Regions from separate parts of the Mus musculus genome. Here region 2 is linked to region 1. Evidence: chromatin contacts called from public HiChIP or PLAC-seq data. All regions are on one chromosome and are shown on one strand. Each heading gives the region's core, a stretch centred on a gene start, on an enhancer-like site or on the middle of the called end of the contact. The rest is flanking DNA. Distances are from core to core; before and after follow the strand shown.

Evidence for each region. HiChIP or PLAC-seq counts read pairs in DNA pulled down with a chosen protein or histone mark.
Region 2: an H3K4me3 HiChIP or PLAC-seq map of embryonic stem cells shows a contact between it and region 1, with 43 read pairs. The contact joins the enhancer-like site here to the promoter of Itih5 in region 1. A contact is called at or near these places in 6 of 39 promoter capture datasets (the C10 cell line, embryonic stem cells, hematopoietic stem and progenitor cells and 2 more), 2 of 15 datasets of contacts at CTCF or cohesin (CD8 T cells and large pre-B cells), 34 of 484 Hi-C or Micro-C datasets (CD4 T cells, CD8 T cells, the G1E-ER4 cell line and 21 more), 15 of 115 datasets of contacts at active chromatin or transcription factors (CD8 T cells, PVALB interneurons, bone marrow-derived dendritic cells and 10 more) and 3 of 9 other capture datasets (adipose tissue, liver and pancreatic islet).

Annotation. Positions count from the first base shown.
Region 1 is chr2:10,151,876-10,154,959 of GRCm38.p6, forward strand. Itih5 (inter-alpha (globulin) inhibitor H5) reads left to right here and starts at 1,668. Exons shown (of 14, transcript NM_172471.2): 1 at 1,668-1,880. The coding sequence starts at 1,791.
Region 2 is chr2:10,298,884-10,301,967 of GRCm38.p6, forward strand. No RefSeq gene overlaps it. Among named protein-coding and RNA genes, the nearest start is that of Gm31496, 7.2 kb to the right of the region's middle. Within about 2 kb of position 1,563, at least 63 of the 459 cell types and tissues checked have an H3K27ac peak or open chromatin away from gene starts, as enhancers often do. A contact at or near this core is called in embryonic limb bud, embryonic stem cells, stem cell-derived neural progenitor cells and 1 more, where this site is marked.

The sequences.
Region 1 (3,084 bases), core at 418-2,917:
ATGTGAAGCGGGGGTGGGGGTAGGGATATTGAGTATGGTCCTGTGTAACATTTCAGGATAAAAGGAATCTAAGAGATGAAGAAGATGGAATCCCTGGTCTGTTTAAGCCCCCAAATCATGGTAGCCATTACTGTCCCTCTTCCAATAACCTGATGTTGTCCATTGCAATGGGGACTCTCAGTTCACAAATAGTTATTCATCCCTGGGGGAGCTAGTGGAGAAGATCTGAGGGTTTTTTCCTTAGTGAGAATAGCAACTGTAAACAACCTGTTTGCTGCCAGGTTTCTATGTGGTTTCTGTGTGGAAACCTGGCTGGAGCAGCCTTTCTTCCTGCTGGCTGTGTGCCTTTTAAATTACTGGGTGATTAGGCTAATTAAATGATTAACGTTGACGACCAGGATCTTCCTTTCATTTATTTCACAGTAGCACCAAGTTTGCTTGTTCGAACTTCTCCTGATTTCTCTGCAGAACGAACACCATTGCTCTAAGAATAATAAGTGGGATGTTTTAAGAGGAGGTGGCTGCTCAAGCCATAATGCCTACTGTTGCTGATTTTTGTGAAGTGTATTCCTGTGTGTTTTTACCTAGTTATGATGTGTCAGTTGATGTGGTTCTGTGATCTGACATCCCTACACCCACCATCACACTGCCAACACTCTCTGTGTTTCTATAGACCTCATGATTATTATTGGCTGTCTAACGGGACATATCGTGCCTAGGATGGGGGCAGCCACTTCCCCATTTTTGGTCACAGAAGCCCGTTTCTCACCCTATCTAGATAGATGGAATTGCCAGAGACAGAGTATGTCTTTGAGACAACTGCCTTTTGCACTAAACACATAGCTACATTATTTGTGCACAGGGCAAAAAGACTGCCCCTCCCCCCACACCTACGGTTGCAAAAGGTCAGGCATGGCAGGTTCACCGGAAGTGGTTTTCCTGTGGCAAGTCAGAAATAGAACCAACATTCTGTAATCAAGATACATGCTACTCATTCCCCAGCTAAAATCCAAACAGGTTCAAATGTTCTATGTTCTCAAAAGCGAACGCAGGTTCTCTTTTCTGTCCTCCAATACCAGAGTTCATCAATTAAATGGGACAATGCAGCTTGTGTGCCTTAGACCATCAGTTGTCATCTCGTGTTATTTGTGACTCTAGCATTGGTGGCAGATACTAAGGGCGGGCCCCTGTCAACTTTAGACTTCAGGTGAGCTCTAAAAGCTGATCTGGGCAACAGGAATTATGCAAATCCTAAAGCGAAGGAAACCGGGGGATGAAGGGTTGGAGTGATGTACCTGGCAGCTACAGGCAGAGGAAACAAGTTCCACTGAAGTTTGTTGACTGCATGCAGGACAAAGTTCGCTTCGCTGTGCACTCAACTAGGGCAGGTCTGGAGTCTTTTCCTCCTGGAACCAAACATGGGAACCCAGTAGCTCCTCAAGCTGGAGGATGGAGGTGGTGGCCTGCAGAAAGCTGGCCTGCGGTCAACCTTGGAGCCCAGGGGAGGCAAAACTAGGATCATAGGGATCATAGGGTGAGTTGTGGGCGGAGCCAAGGATGCCCTCTAAACTCCCCAAGGGACAGAGAGGCGTGGCCTGGGGTAGTGGTAGTGCGGCGACAGGCGACAGGACTCAGGATGGCCTGAAGGGCATAAAGGGGGCGGGGACATTGATGGGCGGGGCTTTGGTGGAGGAAGGGCTGGATGCAGCGTGTTTCTCTGCAGCCGCGGCTCCTCCAACTCCCTGAAAAACCTTCGCTGTCCCAGAGAGGTCGCGCGCTCTGGCTTCGCCATGCTCCTGCTGCTAGGGCTGTGCTTGGGGTTGCCCCTCTTCTCAGAGTCCCAGGAAGAGGCAAGGAGTTGGGACGACACCTCGGAGCAAGTAAGTAGGGGAAAGAGCTGTGGGAGCCAGCGACTCTGTCCCTTCCCTCCATCTCCCTGGGGCTTATGGCTTCTGGACAGGCTGGAATTGATCTGTAGGATGCAAGGAAGGGGGGAGGGGGATCGCCTTCCTCTGGGTCTGCACTGTTTCTTTTCCCAGTCTTCAGCATGGGGACTTTCCCATCTGTTGGTCACTTGTGCTACTTCTGAGTGGTCCTCAGCGCCTGCTCCGTGCCAGATTCTCGCAGAGCCGTACATGGAACTTCAAAGTTGTGCAGAATCCAATGTTCTTGTTAGCTCCCGCTGCCTACCAGATTCCTATCCGTCCTTACAAATTTCTGAGAAGGCTCCTGCCCAGCAGTTCATTGAAAGTTTCCGAAAATCTTAGAAGTGTGAGATGGTTAACTGTTAGCTCTCACCCGGGAAGCGGGGGGGGGGTGGGGGGGGGGGTGGGGGGGTGGGGTCGATAGCTGATTAAAAGCCTTAAACTCCTGGAAACTTCAACACTCTCCACCCAAACATGGGAAAACCCAATTTGCCCTCTGGTTCTTATTAATTGTGAGTAGTTTACTGGAGGTCCCACAATTAAGCCAGTGTCAAGCTCAGGTACTTGGTGCATACGTCAGAGTTTGTGTTTTAAGTTCATAACCGCACAGATGACAACAGCTCTGCAAATGAAAAGGTTCAGTCCAGTGTCTGACCACTGGAAACGTTCCACGAAAACTGTCAAACAGATATGTCCTAACATCCCTGTAAGGATCCTGTAGGAGAAGCGAGCTTTTGTGGAGGTGTAGGAGAAAAGTAGGCTTGGGTCCAAAGAAAGGCTGGTCCCCACTCTGCCTACTCTGCCATTTACAGCTGTCCTGAGCACACTCCATATTTGAATGCAATGTATTTTCTCTGCAAGGCATGCTGTTCTATGGGGCTAGGGCTGGACTAAAGCCTGCTATTAACCCAGGCTGGCTTTGAACTCTCAGTCTTCCAGTCTGACTCTTCCAAATGCTGGGATTATAGGTGTGCATCGTGTCTGGCTTACAATTCCTTTTGAGCATATAGCAAGGACCTGGTATCCAGCAGGCACTCAATAAATGAGAGATATTTTATTGGTTAGGACTTGGCTACCTAGATCTGTATTCTAAACTGCCAGCAGGGTTGGCACTTGACATAGCTTCTGCTGGTAGGCTTCTACTGTGGAATTGCTGAGG
Region 2 (3,084 bases), core at 313-2,812, 150 kb after region 1:
CTTAGACACCAGTGTCCTTATAATGGTGGCAGTCTGGTTTACTAAGCCCAGAAAAAAAGCTTAGAAGCCCAGGAAACACGATGTGAAAGCAACTATTCTGTGTAGAATCTCTGCCTCTCCAATTTCAGGTGGAGAATCCACGCTTGTGGAAATCCAGCCAGAAGGGGAAGGTAGGGGTGCAAACTTTCAGAGATGAGGAGGGGAGATGCACGGTACCCCACAACCCAGTTCCTTACTACAACATGAGAGATCCGGACTCTAGTCCAAGAAGCCCCTCTGCTTTGTATGTTTGCTACTACAGCAGACTTTGCTGTCCCGACCTTTCAAACCTGTTCCTGAGCTGTTCGTGAGACACTGCAAAGCCTCAGCTAAGGGATGTGGCCATGTTGCCCTCTGTAGAAACTGACCCTGCTTTCCTCACCCTCGGGGCCACACGCTTGTGGGACAGAGTCAAGCATAGTCCCAGGAAGGGCAAAGAGCATCACTGTGACAGAAACTAGGTTGAGCTGTCATTGGTTCAAGGACTGCTTTTAAATCCCCAGCGCCTCGTGTCCTTTGTCTTGACTGGCTTTATGCTTAACATTGAAAGGAAATGAGTTGAGGGGAGAGTCACTGTCCCCACCACCTCCCCCAGAGACACCAATATTGACTAAGACTAAAACAGCAAACAGTATCAGATAACCTACTAAAATAAAGCAGGGAAAGCCATTATGCTTTTCCTTTATTGATCCCATTCCTGCTGTCTACATGGGGGGACGGGGGATAAACACAATGTACATTGTTGAAGCTGGAACTCTCTAAGGCCACAACAACATGTTGTTAAAAAGCAATACATTTATCAGTGCATGGGAAACAAGCCATTACACAGAGCTGGGCCCCTGTTGAATAGTGTAGTGATGTGCTTAACACCCAACGGACAATGCTGAGTGGGACAACGACATAGGCATAGTAAAAGCACATTTAAGAAATTATCGAGCAGGCCTCTTCTGAATGGCTAAAGTAGGCGCTTTTGTTGTTTGACCTTGTATAAGTTCTGATACATCTTTATAACAGGAATATCTTTAAATAGATACTGACAATACAGTCCATGCTAGTTTTCTGTATGAAGTTCATGAAATATTGGTCAGTCGACGAGTGGAATCTGTTAGGATAACACTTGGTGTTGATGTCTTTAATTCTGGTTGTTCTGCGGATTGATAAATCATGACTGCATAGAAAGCAATCGTCAGGCTGGAGATGTGGCTCAGTTAGCAGAATTCTTAGCCACATTTTACTCATACCTGGTTTGGGTAGATATGATCAGGCAGGCACTTGGCTAACAAACGGACCAGATAGATGACGACATATAAGCTCAGCTTTGATTTTGACTCAGGTATTGTCAACAAGTGTTCACATCTGTTCTTCCTGTCGGCCAGGTACTGTGTAAGAACATGGCACGAAGGAGAACAGAAAAATTAGGGAAGATCTCTTTAGTCTGCTGTAGAAAACACTGCTTGCAAGTATCTCAGCTTCTCTTCCTGTAGCAAGAGGGTCAAGGCAGTGCACGTGGCTGCCCACAACGCCCCCTCGTGGCTAGTTCTCATAAATGAAACACAGGGAAAAACAACTCAAAATTCTGATGGCGATTATGAGTGTAAAATATTTTATGGGTCTGATCGGGATTAGATGAAAACAAATGAAAATTAAATTATCCATTTTAATTTTGTTTCAGTCTATTTAATGGAATAATGGAATTACAAGATTTCCTCTTTTACTTAATATTCTGTGATCCAATTTGTAAAATGTGAAGTGAGAAGAGGGAAAAATATGATTTTAGTTTTAGTTCAGTGTCATTATTACTAATTTCTTCACAGTTCCGTTTCCAAACCATTTTAAAACTCAAGTTTAGAGTACTGCACTGGTCACTTTCCTTGCTGCTGTGACAATAGCTAAGGCAGGCAGACAGGCTGGCTGGCTGGCTGGCTCAAGGAAAGGCTTCTCTCAGCTCCCAGCCCCCAGCTCCCAGCTCTAGGGCACCGGTCCCTGGGAGTTTACGGAGCTTATGGCGCATCAGCACAGCAGCTGGTCACATGGCTCTAGTTAAGGAAGGGCGGGCTTCTCCCAGCTCTCAGCTCCAGGGCGCTGTCCCAGGGAGGTGATGGCGCAGGAGCACGCGGCAGCTGGTCACGTGGTGTCCACAGTGGGGACTCAGGAGAGACAATGCTGCTGTCTTTTGCCTTTTTTTGCTCTAAGAGCCCAGTTTAAGCAATGTTGGGGTGTGTCTTCTCCGTCTCAATCTCCCTAGTCTAGAAAATTCCTCCCGGCATACGCTTAGGTTTGTGTCCACATGACTCTAAATTCCAACAAGTTGACAAGATTAACGGGCATTATGAACATGAAAATATTAAAATGTAAAACCTAAATCAATATATCTATTAAAGCATGTTAAATTTCCTGTGGCCAATTCTCACATGAATTTTTCTAGACTTTCTCTTTTTTTAATTATTTATTTAATTTTTATTGTCTTTTTAACTACAGAAGAAAATGTCTTTCCATTAACTTGTCATTTTTCTAGGCTGTAAGGACGGCTGTATCCAGAGAAAACTAACTCGAACATTCTTTAGTCCACATTCCTGTTTTGCTGGTTCCTAGGCAGGAGTCTTGACTCTGAGGTACTGATGAAGTTGACCTTATTTGGTCACAGTGGAGTGGGGGGGGGGGGGTGGAGAAGGAGAAAAAGGAATGAGTCAGACGGCCCTTCTGGCAAGAGGGGTGGCCCTTTCCTTGGGTTTTTGATAATACCTATGGCTGTTGAAGAGGGGGGAGAAGCAGGGACCCAGAGTATAATGGAGAAGAAGTCTTGGCCAAGCTGTTTTCTGCTTAATCCTTATCTCAGGTCTGGTTCTACAGGGTTCTGCTGGCTCTGGGGACATCAGTTTTGCTTGAGGGGACAATCTGGCTTCATTGTGATGCAACGGCTTCCTGCAAAACTTGCTGAGATAATTTGAGGAGAGGTAACACAGAGACAAAAGCTGACCACAGGAGCCCTGAGTCTGGCAGGAAAATTACCAGAGCCTCCCTTAGGACAGGACAAGCAGAGGACAA